Regions from separate parts of the Pan troglodytes genome. Here region 1 is linked to region 2. The links are chromatin contacts, called in public Hi-C maps. All regions are on one chromosome and are shown on one strand. The core of a region is the stretch at or near the end of the contact, and the rest is flanking DNA. Distances in the headings are between cores, read along the strand shown. Region 1 has its middle 31 kb from the start of NSUN7. Region 2 has its middle 14 kb from the start of CHRNA9.

Region 1 (3,778 bases), core at 1,179-3,678, 400 kb before region 2:
CAGCTGGAATTCAGCCACAGTGGGGATATTTACATCATGGAAATTAGTAAATACTATACATCAGGACTTCCCCATACCCTGACATCTGGAGAGCCAGTTATCAGGCATTTACTCATACCACTGGTTAGGGTGAGAAAGTGAAGGAGTTCCTTAATAGCATTATCTTCTCTGTTGAGGAGGAAGGCAGGTGTCAGATTTTGAGGAAAGTGAAAACGTTGAATTCTGTGAAGCACTGTGCAAAGAAGAGAGAGCCACCTAGGAAAATACTAAATGACTACCATGTTGTTTTGAGGAACCAGTTAAGGATGGAGACTATTAGTTTACAGTGCAATTGATGTGTACATTTGTAAGATTTCTTCCTGCAAAGTCAGCAGCCTGGAGATCTTAGCAGAGAAATGGATAGGTGGTTTGATCTGGAGTCAGTCTTTTTGCCTGGCACCTGTAATGGAAGAATGAAACGCAGCAAGGATGACAGAGTTTTTGCAAAAGAGTAGCTGCAGTAATGGACCATGGAACTTAAACTGTAAAGGGAAGGAGGTGAAGGTGGGAGAAGGTGATATGCAAGAAGGCAGAGGAATCACGTTTTCCTGGTATCACATGCTTTGAGTCCCCTTACTATCCTGGCCTCATTTTTGCAACTTGGCCCTCCCATTTGGCTGAATGTGGCATCCAGCTGCAAGCCCCTCAGTCTTGCACAATGTTCCAGCTTGGCCTGACCATCAAACACCACATCATTGTCCTTATTTTAGATGTCATGCCTGAAAGATGTCGATGTCCAGCATCACTGAGAGAACTCAGAATAATTGTTAGCCACGCAAGATCAATGAGCAGAAACAAGGATAGGCAGACTTTTAAAATTTATTGGAATGATCTGATACTTGAAAATCTTTTCCTCTGCATTAGCTAACTGAATATCCAATGAATAATCATGGATTATCATAGCTAACAGAATATCCAATGAAAAATCATGGATATTCTGTAATACAATCACTCTGGCTCATCAACACCAAACATAATTGCCATGAGGACATTATTTTATGAATTATTAGAAAAGCATAAAGTACTAACTAAATAGGGAATTTCAGAGTTAATGCAAAACCTCAAAATGGCTTTCAAAGAAGCTTATTTTCTCAGAGTAGTTTAACCAGTGGGTGGAAAATCACTTCTGGATTATACAGAATTTGATCATAAGGTTTGATCAGAAGGTGACCTAGTGATGAGGCTACTAATAATGGGAGAACTACACGAAAGAACAAATCTGCTGTTACGAGGCTCCAGGGCACAGGAACTATTACTCTAATTTCAAGTGACAATGAGTTTTTATAGCTGATAGCTACTTATGTCTCCCAAAATACTCTAATGCACGTTCCTGTCAGAAATTTGTGTATTTAATAGACTATATTCCCGATGTCACCTTTCCATCAGATTTAAATGAATCGGGTATAGTGTCATGTTTTAATTTCTCAATAAATATAATATATGTAACAGGAATTTTCCTACTGAATTAAAAATGTCATTTCAGTGAGATAACCAAATTGATGATACTCGGAATTTGCAATTCATCACGATTACTGCCAGATTTAACAAATATAATTCACTTTCTCCTACTACCCTGTGATTAGCTAGAGGTCATGGCTTTGACAAATCTAGACTCCCTGGTGCTTTGGGTATAACTCTTGCCCACGTAACTTCTGTTATTTCTTATGAGGTATATGAAGGTGAATAGCATGCAGTTTTTACACCGGGGAGGGCATTTTTCTTCAGCAAAATAATTATCTCATTGCATTTCCCACTTGAATAGCTGACACCCCCCTGCCCCTCAAAAACATAGAAAACAAAAGCTATCCATTTTAGTCCCCTCACGCTAGGTTTTTTTCTTACCATTTCCCCCTTGTTTTTTCCATTCTTGGGGTATTTGGATATGAGGGAAGATGAAGAGGTAACAGACTGAGAAGTGTTCATTTTTCTTGTGTCACGCTTCACATTGGCCAGCAAGGGGAGTTGTAGGAACAATTACAGTGGTTTGAGCTGATACACTTGTGAGCATACCTCTCACGATTGGTTAGGAGTCACAATGTCTTTTGCCCTTGACTCCCTGTGTAACACAGGTAGTATTTTGTGTACCAGTCTAGTTTTCCTTTCATCTTGTAGTTTGCTGACCAAAAATTAATTGTGAACTTCCAAATAAAAACCTACTGAAATGGTGAGACATTGGAAATGAAGTGAGCCTTCTATGCCCAGGTGGCATAAAAATCTAATTGTAGCTTCAAGCAGCCCAAGCCCCTTTAATGCGGATAAGAGAGCATTCAACTGACTTCAATAAAAAGGGACTTAAATGGAAGGGAGGTGGCCTTGAGGAGAGCTGGCCTTGACTGCTGGGACTGAGGAGGCCATTGTTCTACATTCTCCTAGGGCTTAGGGAGATTGACAAGGCACCTGCTGCTTTCCAGAGATGAACGTTTAGGTCAGCCCTGAAAAAACCCAGGCCTGAGACACTCCCCTGGCCTCTTGGCCCCCTGCCATCCAGGTGCAGGAGATTCAAAGGTACAAAGCAAAGGCATGGGAAGAGCCCTTTGTAGAGATCTGGGGAGACTGTTTCTGCTCCATGAACAATCCAGGACAGCTCTCTCCCCTTTAAATCATCTTTCATGCTTCTTAGCTCCAAGGCTTTCTATGTTCTTCCATGGATTCCTCTACTGTATCTATGCCATAGGAACATTCGATTACTAACCACTTTCACAGATCATGGTTCACTTCACTGAGTGTGGGACCAGGATCCATGAATATGTACCCTATTTAATGCCTTAATGCAGCTTTCCCAATTCCCATCCTGGCTACTGAATATATTTTGCTGTTGACTGCAAAATAGACTAAAAATCAGTAACCACTAGTTTTCTGAATGTGAAGTTCAGGTTTTTATTTCTATGTTTCTTTTGTTAAGTACTGAATAAATTTTGTGCCCTGTGCTTTGTTCACCAACAGGCTGTGTTATATAAAGGAGAGAATCTGGGCTTAAGAGTAGGAGATGTAGTCTTTCTTTTTTTTTTCTTTTCTTTTCTTTTTTTTTTACTTTATGGTACTACAGGCACATGCCACCATGCCTAGCTAATTTTTTAAATTTTTTGTAGAGATGGGGTCTCACTGTGTTGCCCATGGTGGTCTCAAACTGCTAGACTTAAGCAATCCTCCCACTGTAACCTCCCAAAGTGCTGGGATTACAGATATGAGCCACTGTGCCTGGCCTAGAGTTTAGTTCTGGTTCTGCTACTTAATAGCTGTACGATGTTGGACAACTCATATAATCTTTCTAGGCTTGTCTATTTTCTCATCGGCAAAAATGGGGAGGGAGGACAAGATTCCAGACTTGAGAGTCAAGCAGACCAGGGTTTTAATCCTATTTCAGGTATTAGCTGGATGACTTTAAGCAAGTGACAATTAGTGTTATTTTAAGGCTTTAGTGAGATAATGTATGTGAAACCCTTAGCATCATTCTTAGGACACAATCAGCACTCAACAAATAATAGTTATTATAATAATCATGACAATGTCCATGTTATTAAAGTTCTTTAGAACCCTTTTTTAAGCTCTAAAATGCAATGATTTAAGTCTGAAATGTTGTGGTTGATTGCTGTGAATAAGGCTGTTCACTTGATCCTGGGCTTCTTAAGAGAATTTGGTAAGAAATAGGCTGAAATTATAGAGGACTTTGCAAAGTGCTTAGATTTTGTTATATAGTACTATAGTAACATTCAGCAAACAACATGATTATCAGCATTGT
Region 2 (3,715 bases), core at 1,043-3,542:
TGATCCAGCGTTTTTACATCCGAAACCAGTATCTACCCAAAGCTCAGACTCTCACATACCAAGCACTTCCTAGACGGCTCTGCTTGGAGATTCCATAGCATTTCAGATGTGGCCAAAGTGGAACTCACTATCTTCCCCTGGCCTGCCATGGGTTCCTGGTTTTGATGAAGGAAGTCACCATTTCCCAGTCCCCCATGCCAGATACTGGGAGTTGTCCCACATTCCCCTCACATACTACTACATCCCATCTGCTACCAGGTTTCATCAATCCTGTCTGCTAAACCCACGCCATCCCTCTCATCACCCCAAACCCCTACAAGGTAGTATTTCCTGGACTATTGAAAACCATCTTGGGGCTGGTCCTTCTTCCTTCAGTCTCCTTTTCCTCTAGTCCCCACTCACACTGCTGTTACTTCAATGTTTTGGACTCTGACCATGTTACACTCCCCTGCCTGTATGAAATCCTCCCATGTCCCCCATCACCCACAGGATGAAGGCCCTGCTCTAAATCATGGCATAGGAGACCCTTCAAACTCTCTGTCCCGCCTTCCTCACCAGGTGCATCGCCTGCCATCCCACATAGCTTTTTTTCTCTTTTCTTTTCTTTTTTTCCCCCCTATTTATTTATTTATTTAAGACGGAGTCTGGCTCTGTCGCCCAAGCTGGCATACAGTGGCACAATCTCAGCTCACTGCAACCTCCACTTCCCGGGTTCAAGTGATTCTCCTGCCTCATCCTCCTGAGTAGCTGGGATTACAGGCATGCATCACCACACCTGGCTAATTTTTGTATTTTCAGTAGAGACGGGGTTTCCCTATGTTGGCCAGGCTAGTCTCGAACTCCTGACCTCAGGAGATCCACCTGCCTCGGCCTCCCAAAGTGCTGGGATTACAGGCATGAGCCACTGCACCTGACTCTTTTTTTTTTTTTTGACAGGGTCTTGCTTTGTCACCCACTGGAGTGCAATGGTGCAATCTCAGCTCATTGCAACCTCTGCCTCCTGGACTCAAGCGATCCTCCCACCTCGGCCTCCAGAGAGCTAGGACCACAGGCACCGCCACCACATCCAGCTACTTTTTTTTTTTATTTTTAGTGGAGACAGGGATTTCACCATGTTGCCTGGGCTAGTCCCGAACTCCTAAGCTCAAGCGATTTGCCCACATCAGCCTCCCACAGTGCTGGGATTATAGGCGTGAGCCACTGCACCCTGCCAACTATTCCTTAAAGGCGTGACTCGCTGCCAAATGAGAGGTCTGAACCAGAAGTTCAGAGAAGGGAAAGAAGGTTGCGCCTCCAGGGTGGACTGATCCATAGGAGGCAGAGACCAAAAACGAGGCTCTCACTTGACGGACTGGACCAGCAAGATGGAGTGCATGGTGGAGGCGTAGGGGTGCATCTTGGTAGAAAAAAAGGCTTTGGGATTTGGGACTGGAGTTTCGGTTCTGTCATTTATTAGTGAGAGATCTCAGGCATTTTTAAAAAATCTTCTTTGCACCTCAGTTTCCTCATGGGTGAAAGGAATAATATTATCTACCCCACTGGGCTCCACATATCATTCAGACCACAAGCATCTGTGGAGTCTACTTATACTAAGCCCTTTTGATAAGCCCTGGAGTACAAGATGAAAAGAGAAGGGCCTGCCCTCAAGAGCTGCCAGAGAAGGAGGGGCAGTCACTGTTGGTCCCTCTCTTCATTTACCTTCCAGGGGTCTGTCTTTTTGTTTGTTTGTTTGTTTTGTTTTGTTTTTTGTGTGTGTGAGAGATGGAGTCTCACTCTGTCATCCAGGCTGGAGTGCAGTGGCACGATCTCGGCTCACTGCAAGCTTCGCCTCCTGGATTCAAGCAATTCTACTGCCTCAGCCTCCGGAGTAGCTGGGACTGGAACTACAGGCGCCCGCCACCAAGCCCGGCTAATTTCTTTCTTTCTTTTTTTTTTTTTTTTTAATTTTTAGTAGAGACAGGGGTTTCACCGTGTTAGCCAGGATGGTCTCGATCTCCTGACCTGGTAATCTGCCCGCCTCGGCCTCCCAAAGGGCTGGGATTACAGACAGGCGTGAGCCACCGTGCCCGGCCCAGGGGTCTGTCATTTTAAAGCAGCAGTGGTCAGAACCATGAGCCACATACATGGAATGCAGGACATTGGTTCAGAAGTTTGAAGACAGAACAAGCTCTTCACCATCCACAACGGAAGGTTCCTGCCTTCCTGTCCCGCGTTCTGTGAGGAAATGCGTCTGTCCCTCTGGAGCTCCTGATTTTCAAGGCTTCTCCCCTGAGCTTTGATGAAGTCTGGGGGAGCCAGCGTCAAAAGCAGCACACTCTAGTCACCTGCGATCGTTACCCAAAGAGCCTGCTGTTGACCTCAAGTCACTTCATTTTTTTAATTGCAAAAGACAACCACTAGGGGGCCTAGGAGCGAGACGCTGAGCTCCGATTCCATTTATCAGGCAAATAGCCTTTCCTTCTTGCTGAAAAACGCAGTCAAGGTCAACAAAACACACACCGTGGGCTGAGAACAATACCTTCTGCACCTTCTGCAAACGCTTAGTGAAGAACGCATCTCCCTTGAGGCTAAAAAATATTCTTAACTCAGCCCATCCTCCACAGCCCATCAGGCTGGGCCAAGCGTTTCTTAGCCCTGATTCCATTTTTCAGTGTTTCCTTCTGATTAAAAGCCCTTTGGCACAGCAGGATTGTCTATAATAATGGTAAATGACTCACATGATGATGAGGCAGTCTTTTCACATCCTGAGCTACAATCCATCTTGTAAAGCCTTGCAACGGCCTGAATTACAGCCCTGGATTCTCAGCAGAGGCACAGAGTGGGGGTTTTTGCTTGATTCTCTCTCCCCTCTCAGTTTCCCACACCTTATGCAGAGGCTTGAATGTCTAATGTACTGTACCTACCTATAGCAATCCTCATTAAAATCAATCACTCATTTGAAAAAAAAAAAAAAGCAAGCAAGAAAAAGGAAGGAAGGAAGGAAGAAAAGAAAAGAAAAGATGGAGGAAAAAAGAAAGAAAAAAAATGATCAGGCCCCTAGGGGCCTCTGAGGCCACAGTAACTCAAGTCCCCATGACCAAAACTGGGTGGCAAAGCTTATTTTTCCTTAGCAGGAGTCTGCTTTTGCAAAGGTTCGTCTCTTACATTTTCTTTCAGACACTCACGCACACTCCAGCAACAATGGAAATGAACATAATTTCCCAAGCAGGTTGCCTAGAAACCACTCCTGTGTTTCTGAAACTAATTTAAACATGAAAATTCAGCTCCTGACTCATGCCAGGAATGCACGTCATAATTTTCTCAGTATTTTACTTTCTTTTTCTTTCACATTACAAAATAATGCATGCTTATTGCAGAAAAAAGTGAAAAGAATATGAAAATACAGAGGTTCAGAAAATGAAGAATCTCCTGTAATCTCACTATCAGAGGCAACTTCTGTTGTCATTTGGGAATATTTTCTTCTAGGCTTTTTATTTTTCTATGCATTTTTAACATCATGGAGATTAACACAGATTTTACATCGAGATTAATACTGAATTTAATTAGCATATTGTCAGTATTTCTCCATCTGGTGAAATTTTCAGAAACTTGATTTTTAAAAGACTGCATTATATTACAGTTCATTTTCCCAATATTAACCATTCTCTAAATGCTAGATGTTTAGGTTATTTCTAATTTTTCACCATTATAATGTCACAATGATCAACTTAATACA

The links. Hi-C and Micro-C count contacts between places; a contact is called where the count stands out from the background.
Region 1: a Hi-C map of induced pluripotent stem cells shows a contact between it and region 2, with 2.2 times the contacts expected there. The contact joins two enhancer-like sites. A contact is called at or near these places in 2 of 7 Hi-C or Micro-C datasets (induced pluripotent stem cells and stem cell-derived neural progenitor cells).

Annotation. Positions count from the first base shown.
Region 1 is chr3:41,040,516-41,044,293 of NHGRI_mPanTro3-v2.0_pri, reverse strand. No RefSeq gene overlaps it. Among named protein-coding and RNA genes, the nearest start is that of NSUN7, 31 kb to the left of the region's middle. Within about 2 kb of position 2,428, at least 2 of the 24 cell types and tissues checked have an H3K27ac peak or open chromatin away from gene starts, as enhancers often do. A contact at or near this core is called in induced pluripotent stem cells, where this site is marked.
Region 2 is chr3:40,643,123-40,646,837 of NHGRI_mPanTro3-v2.0_pri, reverse strand. No RefSeq gene overlaps it. Among named protein-coding and RNA genes, the nearest start is that of CHRNA9, 14 kb to the left of the region's middle. Within about 2 kb of position 2,292, at least 13 of the 24 cell types and tissues checked have an H3K27ac peak or open chromatin away from gene starts, as enhancers often do. A contact at or near this core is called in induced pluripotent stem cells, where this site is marked.